3 separate regions of the Rattus norvegicus genome follow, and regions 2 and 3 are each linked to region 1. The links are chromatin contacts, called in public Hi-C and HiChIP or PLAC-seq maps. All regions are on one chromosome and are shown on one strand. The core of a region is the stretch at or near the end of the contact, and the rest is flanking DNA. Distances in the headings are between cores, read along the strand shown. Region 1 holds the start of Psmd7 (proteasome 26S subunit, non-ATPase 7). Region 2 overlaps Nqo1 (NAD(P)H quinone dehydrogenase 1). Region 3 overlaps Wwp2 (WW domain containing E3 ubiquitin protein ligase 2).

What was found. Hi-C and Micro-C count contacts between places; a contact is called where the count stands out from the background. HiChIP or PLAC-seq counts read pairs in DNA pulled down with a chosen protein or histone mark.
Region 2: a Hi-C map of Schwann cells shows a contact between it and region 1, with 7 times the contacts expected there. The contact joins the enhancer-like site here to the promoter of Psmd7 in region 1. A contact is called at or near these places in 5 of 12 Hi-C or Micro-C datasets (the Rat2 cell line, Schwann cells, kidney and 2 more).
Region 3: a contact with region 1 is called in an H3K27ac HiChIP or PLAC-seq map of oligodendrocytes, with 9 times the contacts expected there. The contact joins the enhancer-like site here to the promoter of Psmd7 in region 1. A contact is called at or near these places in 11 of 12 Hi-C or Micro-C datasets (the A7r5 cell line, the Rat2 cell line, frontal cortex and 6 more) and 1 of 1 datasets of contacts at active chromatin or transcription factors (oligodendrocytes).

Annotation. Positions count from the first base shown.
Region 1 is chr19:52,409,863-52,412,865 of GRCr8, reverse strand. Psmd7 (proteasome 26S subunit, non-ATPase 7) reads left to right here and starts at 1,550. Exons shown (of 7, transcript NM_001107426.1): 1 at 1,550-1,753. The coding sequence starts at 1,680.
Region 2 is chr19:52,203,759-52,206,761 of GRCr8, reverse strand. It overlaps Nqo1 (NAD(P)H quinone dehydrogenase 1), which reads left to right. Exons shown (of 6, transcript NM_017000.3): 6 at 541-1,388. The coding sequence ends at 846. Among named protein-coding and RNA genes, the nearest start is that of Nqo1, 15 kb to the left of the region's middle. Within about 2 kb of position 1,516, at least 14 of the 93 cell types and tissues checked have an H3K27ac peak or open chromatin away from gene starts, as enhancers often do.
Region 3 is chr19:52,275,351-52,278,353 of GRCr8, reverse strand. It overlaps Wwp2 (WW domain containing E3 ubiquitin protein ligase 2), which reads right to left. Exons shown (of 24, transcript NM_001106184.1): 3 at 1,851-1,998; 4 at 1,435-1,556. Among named protein-coding and RNA genes, the nearest start is that of Wwp2, 20 kb to the right of the region's middle. Within about 2 kb of position 1,438, at least 12 of the 93 cell types and tissues checked have an H3K27ac peak or open chromatin away from gene starts, as enhancers often do. A contact at or near this core is called in the A7r5 cell line, where this site is marked.

The DNA.
Region 1 (3,003 bases), core at 301-2,800:
TAAGTTTAAATGTGTAAAACTGGTACGGATGACTTTCTTCTAGCTCTGGTTATGTAATTAGTCACATAAAGACAGAGAAACTCATCAACTGGCCTGCCTCCTTCTTAGGAGGCAAACTAGGCTTATCTTATAATAAAAGCAAACTAGGCTCATCCCTGTTTACCACTGGGCTATGCCTGACTTATTACCTTAAGTAATGGCTCTGTACTGCCTATCCCAGAAAACTGTCCTTTTATTTCCAACCCTCTTGCAACTCTAGCTTTGTTTCAAAAGGTTGCATGACTACCTTGGCTCTCACTACCTTAAGTTGTTGTTAAGGCCACCTTGCAATCATGTCTTTAGACTAATGTCTTATGCTTATGTTCTTTCTGCTCCTGGAACCCTGCCTATTTTGAGCACCAAATCCCCTATTTGGAAATCCCCTACCCCTGAGCTATAAAAACCTTGTCTTTCTCATGTCCACTGCTGATTTCTTGAATCATCCCCCTTTTAAGAAGAGACAGCTAATGTACACAAATAAAAATGCTTGCCTTAATGCTATGCTGTGCTTACAGACAGAGTCTGGCATGGCTGTCCTCTGAGAGGCTCTACCAGCAGCTGACCAAGACAGACGCAGATACTTACACCCAACCATTGAATTGAAGTCAGGGAACCTATAAAAATAAAATAAAATAAATAAATAAAAAATGCTTGCTTTAATTAATTTAGCCACAGTGATTTGAGTTGGTGGTCTTTCTCCCCAAATCTTTTGGGATTAATAAAACCTGAAAGTCATTGCATTCATTAGATTAACAGTGAACATTAAGGAAAATTCCCAGCATAATTATAAAAATTATAGATAATTATAAAAATTGTAGATTAAAGTATCCAATCCTACACCCAAAGTGTGTTCTTGGTGTTAGATACTGAGAGCTCCTCTCAACCAGGTGTGATCTCATTTGCTCCCTCCCTTGTACTTGAAAGGCTGAAATCAGGGAATCATAGGCAGTGTTCTATAAGGCTTAAGTTCAAAAGTAATGAAACAAAACATTAAGAAATAAATAAAAACTGGGCCTTGTGGCACAAGCTTTTATATTCCAGCACTGGGGGGAGGGGCGGGGTGGGGGAGGGAGAGGCAGGTGGAGGCCGGCTTGGTCTACAAAGTGAGTTCTAGGACAGTCAGAGCTGTTACATTGAGAAACACTGTCTGAAAAATAAACAAACAAACAAATAAATGAAACTCATTTGCGAAATTTTGAATCAGTGATGATTTGAAGTGAAAGTTAAATAAATTATAATAAATAAATAAAGTTAAATAGTTGTTAACTATTTGATTGGTAGAAGTATAAACTGTTACTATGTATGTTTATCTACCTTTTTCTACAATTTTCCAAGAAGGAGAAATGGTGAGCTGGAAAACAACTGAGGCAGAAAACTAGGGCAAGGCCCAATGACAAGTCAAGCTTCATCACTAGCCTAAATCCCACAGAAAGCAAGGCAGCCCTTTCCCTTTCTCAAGATGGCGTCCCTGGCGACAGTGTGGGCACGCGCGCGAAGCGCTCTGGGAGCGGAAGTCGACTGTGCGGTGGCGGTCAAACCGGAAGGGGAGGTGCTGGGGCCTGGAGGAGCGGCCTGTAACGCTGCGGTTGCCGGTGTTTGCGGGTTGCAGGGAGCCGGGCCGGCGGTCGGGCTGTGTCGCGATGCCGGAGCTGGCGGTGCAGAAAGTGGTGGTCCACCCCCTGGTGCTGCTCAGTGTGGTGGATCATTTCAACCGGTGAGCGGGTGGCGCGTGGCGGCCACACGGCGCAGGGCTGCTGAGTCACGGGCGCGCCGGGCATAAACTCAGCGGCCCGGGACACGGGTGGGGGGTAAGCGACCCCAGCGGCTCCACGCCGCGCTGCTCGGAACCCATTGACAGCCTCGCAGCCCCGCCGAGGCCGCCACTCCTGAGCCTGGCCCGCCTGTTGAGTGCCCGGAATCGGGACGATTCTACCCGCCTTGGCCGCGCCTTTTACCAGAACGGCTGGGCGCCGTTTAGGACAGTGTTTCAGTGTGTCCGTGCCTGTAAAAGCTGTCACCGAAATTCTGGTCTGGGAGACCCCGATGGACGATTTTTTGGATGAGGCAGTGATCGTAAACCATCAAGTTTCTAATTGTGATTCTGGTTGGATGGTACCTTTAAAATGTGGATAAGGTGCCAGCTCTTTCCTCTAAAAGTGAGGCAGGTGCAGATTGAGGCCAGCCTCCAGTACACTTGGTTAGCTCACTGCCACCCTTATCTTCTCCAGCGGTTCATCCTGCCAGACCTGTTGCACGTGTTCGGAAGTTTTACAAGATAATTAGTTGAGTTAACAAATATGAAGACCCAGTAGGGAGTCTGTGCTTACTGTAAAGTCGAGCTAGTGCCTGGTCCGAACCAGGCTTTGTGCAGCTAACTCAACCAGAGCCAAAAACAATCTCAAGATAGAGGCTTTTGATTCTGGGTTCAGTTGTATTGCTCGGGATGCCTGGGTCTTAACAGGCTCGGTGGCCCTAATAGATACAGTTTTACTCCCCTGGGATACTAGTGGCCCTAATGGGGTGAGCACTGTTTCAGTTTTATTTTAACACTTGGTAAGAATCAAGTCGGAACAGACACTGCTGGTATCCTATCAAAGAACAGATGGGCTTTAAAGACCCATAGATGAAGTGTCCATTGCCGTGTGGAAACTCATTGTTTGAAGTATTTTCAGTGGTTTAAAGAAAGGGGGTGGGGGGACACATAGCCACCAGTAATACAAAACCCCTTATTTCATTCTGCCTGTGCTGTAAGTTTAAGGTACAGGCTCCATGTTAAGCAAAACACTACAGTTAAACTAGCATGAAACTTGGGGCTGTAAAGCGGTGTACTGTTTGTTTTACCGCGACTTGTACATTTCCTTAGCAGAAAACTAAGTTATTCCAAATACATAATTTGCTAGTGGCTAAAGAAAATAATTCTTTGCAGAGTAATATGCTTTGCTTAGCAGAAAATCATCCAGGAGG
Region 2 (3,003 bases), core at 267-2,766, 210 kb after region 1:
GCGCTCTACCACTGAGCTAAATCCCCAACCCCTCTCTTTTTTTAAAGATTTATTTATTTATTTATTACATATAAGTACACTGTTGCTGTCTTCAGACACACCAGAAGAGGGCATCAGATCCCATTACAGATGGTTGTGAGCCACCATGTGGTTGCTGGGATTTGAACTCAGGTCCTTTGGAAGAGCAGTCAGTGCTCTTAACCACTGAGCCATCTCTCCAGCTCTCCTCTCTCTCTCTCTCTCTCTCTCTCTCTCTCTCTCTCTCTCTTTCTTTTAAGATTTCTATTTATTTTATTGCTCTCCGTGTGTATACTACATTTATGTGTGTGTCCCAGAGGTTAGAAAAGGTCATCCAATCCCTTAGAACTGCAGTGACACGTGAACCCCTCCGTATGGGTGCTGGGCACCAAGCTGGGTTCTCTGAAAGAACAGAAAATCTTAACCATTGAGCCAGCTCTCCATTCCCAGATCAAGTTCTGGTGCCTGCTTACAGTGCAGACTCACTCCCGTGCCTTACCTCTGTGTTCTGTGTCTCTCCAGAGTGGCATTCTGCGCTTCTGTGGCTTCCAGGTCTTAGAACCTCAACTGGTGTACAGCATTGGCCACACCCCACCCGATGCCCGCGTGCAGGTCCTGGAAGGGTGGAAGAAGCGTCTGGAGACTGTCTGGGAGGAGTCACCACTCTACTTTGCTCCAAGCAGCTTGTTTGACCTAAACTTCCAGGCAGGATTCTTACTGAAAAAAGAGGTTCAAGAGGAGCAGAAAAAGAACAAGTTTGGCCTTTCTGTGGGCCATCATTTGGGCAAGTCCATTCCAGCCGACAACCAGATCAAAGCTAGAAAATAAGGTTTTCCATACCATGTAGTTAGACCCAGGTTTCTTTTTCCCCAGTTTGCCTGGCTTGCTTTCAGTTTTCGCCTTTGTTCCACAAGGATAGGAAAAGGAGGAGGCTCGCCTCATGCGTTTTTGGATAGTTCTGCCACGGCTGTGACAGCAAAATGAACGAGGTCAGATTAGGGGCCTCAGGTGGCCTGGGATATGAATCAGGGAGAGGTGTAGCCGCGAGCGGGGAAAATACTCTTCTAGGTCTTTTGTACACTATAAGCTTTTTTCTTCGGGCTAGCCCTGGCTAAATGGCATCCAATCCTCCACCCACTTGTTGCTATTAGTTACCTCTCTGTGGTTTAGGGCAGGAGGGAATTGCTCAAACAATGGCTGAGGGACTAACTTGTTTAGCAGTTAGCTAAAGCCTGTTTATGATCCATCCTGGTTTCAATTACTGTGCAGTGACTGACAAGCCTCGGGGGATTGCTCTCCAGCTCTTCTCTGCCTTGTACATAGCACACCCAGGTCCTGGGAAATGAATACAAAAACAGGTCTCCGCCTCATTCTTGCTATTCTTTCTTTGTGTGTGTGTGTGTGGAAATAAATGGATATTTCACACGTCAGATGGCGGTGCGTGCGTTTGAGCCCTTCAATACTTAACAACAGCCCCCTCCTGAGCTGGCGCGATGACTCAGCAGCTAAGAGCCCTTGTGGCTCTAGCAGGAAACCCACCTAAAGGCTAACTGCTGTTCCTAACTCCAGTTCTAAAGAACCCAGCGCCCTCTCCTGGTTTCTTCAGGCACTGCATGCAGGCAGTGCACAGACATAACACGCGAGCCGAAAAATGGGTAGACACATACAAATAAATCCTGAACGCCAAAATGAAAACCAGTAGCCTTCTACCAAACGTCTGGAAGGTTTTTCTGTAGTATTGTGAAATCAATGACATTCCTTTCTTATTTTATTTTATTTTTTTTGGTTCTTTTTTTCGGAGCTGGGGACCGAACCCAGGGCCTTGCACTTCCTAGGCAAGCGCTCTACCACTGAGCTAAATCCCCAACCCCTCCTTTCTTATTTTAAAGATCTGTTTTGTTTTTAATTCTGTGGGTGGGGAAGGGTGTGCGCGCGCGCGTGCGCGCGCACGCGTGCCTGAGGGTTTATGAATATGTGTGTACAAGTGCTCACAGACTCCTGAAGAAGGCCTTCCAGCCCCCAGAGCTGGAGTTACAAGTGGCTGCTCTTAGCTATGAAACCATCTCCCCAGCCCTGATGATTACATTCAGTTTAAGGAAATATGCAGATATCATGTAGGTCTTTTTTTTTTTTTAATATTTATTTTATGTAGACAAGCATACTGTCTTCAAACACATCAAATCCCATTACAGATGGTTGTGAGCCACCATGTGGTTGCTGGGATTTGAACTCAGGACCTCTCTGGAAGAGCAGTCAGTGCTCTTAACCACTGAGCCATCTCTCTAGCCCTCATATAGGTCTTATTATCTACAGTAAATAATTTTAAGACTGTGTGTGTGTTGGTGTCTAATGAATAGTCTTACGAATGTGAAGCTAGCATCCTACTGTTGAACTACATTCTGCGTTCCCAATTTTGGCATAAAATTAAGTGTTATTTAGGTGTGTGTGCACGCGTGAGTGTGGCATGCCTGTAGAGACTAGAAGGCAGAGTCACATCTCCTGGCTGGAGTTACAGGCATTTGTAAGCCCTGTGAGTGCTCAGAATTGAACTCCACTTGGTCCTCTGCTAGAACAGCAAGGGCTTTTAAATGTTGGGCCACCTCTCTAGCCGCTCGATTGAATTTCTTGAAATGCTTGCTGGGAATGCTGGTGGCACGTGACTATCATCAGACATTTAAGGTCATCCTGAGCTACATAGTGAGTTTGAGGCTATCTTGGGCTCTATGAGACCCTTTTTCTACAAACCTTGAAGGGTGTCTCTTTCCAACCTGGGTGCAATTCAAGGAGACGACAATAGTGCGCCCTCTTGTGGCAAATGGGAAGAAAATATACAAAATTAGGTGGCCAGGAAATCTGCAGACCTAACAATGCTGATTGCTTTGGAATTTATTTTAGCAAACCAACTCACTTCGTCTGGTAACAGGGTGATTAAGTCAGGATTATTTAGAGGAACAGAATTTATAGAATGAATCTAGGGGCTGGAGA
Region 3 (3,003 bases), core at 189-2,688, 130 kb after region 1:
AGCACCACAGAAAATAAACTAGAATAAAGCCAGAGGCTGCTGCCTGCACAGATGCAAGAGGAAAGGGAAGGGTGCATCGCCACTGCACATTTCTTAAAGACTTGTGGATTTTTAAAAGCTTTAATTATGTGTATGTGTTTGTATGTACATGTGACTGCAGATACAGAACCCAGAGGAGGGTATTGGATCCTCTAGAGCTGTCCAACCTAAAAGCTAGGAATTGAACTCAGATCCTCCGCCTCTCAAGTGCTAAGAGTAAAGGCGTGCATCCCCTATCAGATTAGCCTAGACTACACGAAAGTCCCTATTAAAAAAAATAGTGGTGGAGAGGCCTGGGGGATCTCAGCTGGCAAAGTACTTGCCACATAGTCACAAAGACCCGATTAAATCTTGGTACCCACATAAGAAGCCAGGCTTGGTGCACAGTCCTACAATACCCACCCTGAGGAGGTAGAAACAGGAGGATCTCTGGGGCTTGCTAGCCAGACGCCTAACATACTTGGTGAGCTCAAGGTCTCAAAAAAACAAAAACATAGTTGATGGCACTTGAGAAAGGACACTTGTGATTGACCTCTGGTGACCACATGTATGCATTCACATGAGCATACACATACATTTACACACATACATACACACACATAAAAAGGGCCAACTCAAATGACAAAACAACTAAACAACTAAAACAGAGGCATGTCCCTGGTCCTAAACAATCCTTCAGTATGTTGCTGTGCGTCCAGCAGAAAGGAAAAGAGCACAGGAGGCGCTAACCCCTCCCAAGCACCCCAGCGAGAACGATGGGCTCTGAAGGAAAAGCCTCAAGCTGTACCTAAGCCTCAACACCCTACCCCTGGTCTCACCTAAACTAAATTCACTTTCAAAAAATATCTTCTCCCCGGTAGGAGAGAAAGGAGCCTTTCTTTCTACAGCAGTTGGCTGCCACATATGGAACTGCTCTGAATAGAGGCTCTATGAGGAAGGGTCTCTAGCCCGCAGGCATGGGTTAAGCCACAAACAGCGAGGAACAGAGCTGAGGATTTATGTGTCCAGCCAGCAGAGGTGCCCGAGGTAACTCAGATGGAGCTGTGTCACATCCCCAGCAGACACAGGGCATCTTCTGCATTCCTGTCCCAAACCTGGAACTCACGCACACGCACACAGCTCCTTTGTTCTCTTCCAGGGCTCAGACAAGAAACGCGCTGATTTCAGCTGGAGGCACTCAACATGTAGTAGGTCTCCTGAGTGAGAAAGTGCATAGGACAGCCTCCCTCCCTGAGGAAGAATTAGGGAACACAGTCCTGTATCCTACAGCCCTGGACCAAGCATGCTGAACTCTGCCTTCCTCAAGCTCCATAGATGGTCTCTAAGGGGCAGAGCAACACTCAACCTCTGGTCTGGTTGCCATATCTTCCCTGACTAGAGATGAATCATACATACTTTTGCCGCCATTGTTCTTCAGGACATTGGAGAGGTTGACAGAGGCAGTGCCCAGTAGTTCATTCCTCAAGGTATGACAGCTCCAGACCTTCAAATCTAAATGACTCTGGGCTGTAACATTCCTGGAAAACAAATAAGTGATTCATCACAGCCCCGAGATGAGCCAGGCGCCCTTTAACATGAACAGAATGCTAAAAGCTACCCTGCTGACATCTCACAGGGACAAAACAGGACACAGTCACACACACACCTCACACGCTGACCTGTAACCCTAGCTAACAATGAGAGCTCTGTGAGCTCGATGACACACACACACACCTAAAGAGGAGCACCATGGGGGCCAAGGGCAGTGGAGGGCACTGCCCCAGCCTCCTCTCCCCCACCTCCTGCATTCGAAAAGTGGCAGACACCCTTACAGAACGATGACTTCATTCCAGAGAAGCTCAGAGCTCCCGATGCGCTTCCCAGTCTTCTTGGTCTCACTGGGGAGTCCATCCACTGCCACCTCCACATAGGAGTTGATTCTGGGCTGGCGGTTGTGCACCTTGGGCTTTGCTGACACCACTGGATGAGACAGAAGGAAAGGGCAGATGACTTAAAGGACTCCCATATGCTGCTTGGGCAGATAGTCTGGCTCCTTTTGGTTATTTCCTTTCAAAAGATCTTTTTTGTTGCTGTTTTGCTTTGTCCTCTTTAAAAAAAAAAAAAAAAAAAAAAACCTTTTGAGAAATTACACTGTGAGAGCTCTGTCAGAACAATGTTCGCTGTAAACACTAGACAACCTCATTTTCATCCCCAGAGCCCACATAAAAGGCCAGTGCCTGAGTAATAACACCCAAGATAGACCACTGACCAAAGCATCATGTGCACACAAACACACATGTACAAAACCAATTTTTTAGAACAAGAAGAAAGGGTATAGACCAAACAAGAAACAAAAAGTACGAGTGTACAAAACACCCTGAACTATAAAGCAAGATCACTCCCACCCTAAAAGCACATGAGACAGAAAAGTGCTTTGCCCAATGGCCTGTACCCGTCTCCACAAATCAACTTTTAAACGATTATCACAAAGTCCACTGCATGGCTGTGTTAACTTTTACATTGTTGAGACAACTGCTTACAGTTCTTTGCTCTGGGACAGTTAGCACAAACATGGCTCCTAAGAGCAGCTGAGCCTCCTTTAAGGTTTGAGAGCTCCAGGGTCCTGGAAGCCCTCAGGGACTTCCTGCACTGCTTCTGAGTATCTTCATTTGGCCACACTGCAAAGTAGAGTGCTGTTTCCTCACTTTTTGCAAGCCATTAAAAAAAAATAGCCTAAAGATAATCACTAAGATTCAACCAACAGTTACCACAGACACTGCAAGGCATGCACCATATGCAGCCCCACAACTCATGAAGTGGAGATGTACTGTCTCCCTGACTGTACCCAGGAGGTCACTGAGGCTAGGATGGGGACATATACCTGCAATCCCAGCAGCTGAGGAAGAACACGAGTGCTGCAAGTTCAAAGATGGCCTGGTCTACATGAGGCGTTCCAGGCCAGACAGAGAAACTCTTAAAACTCAA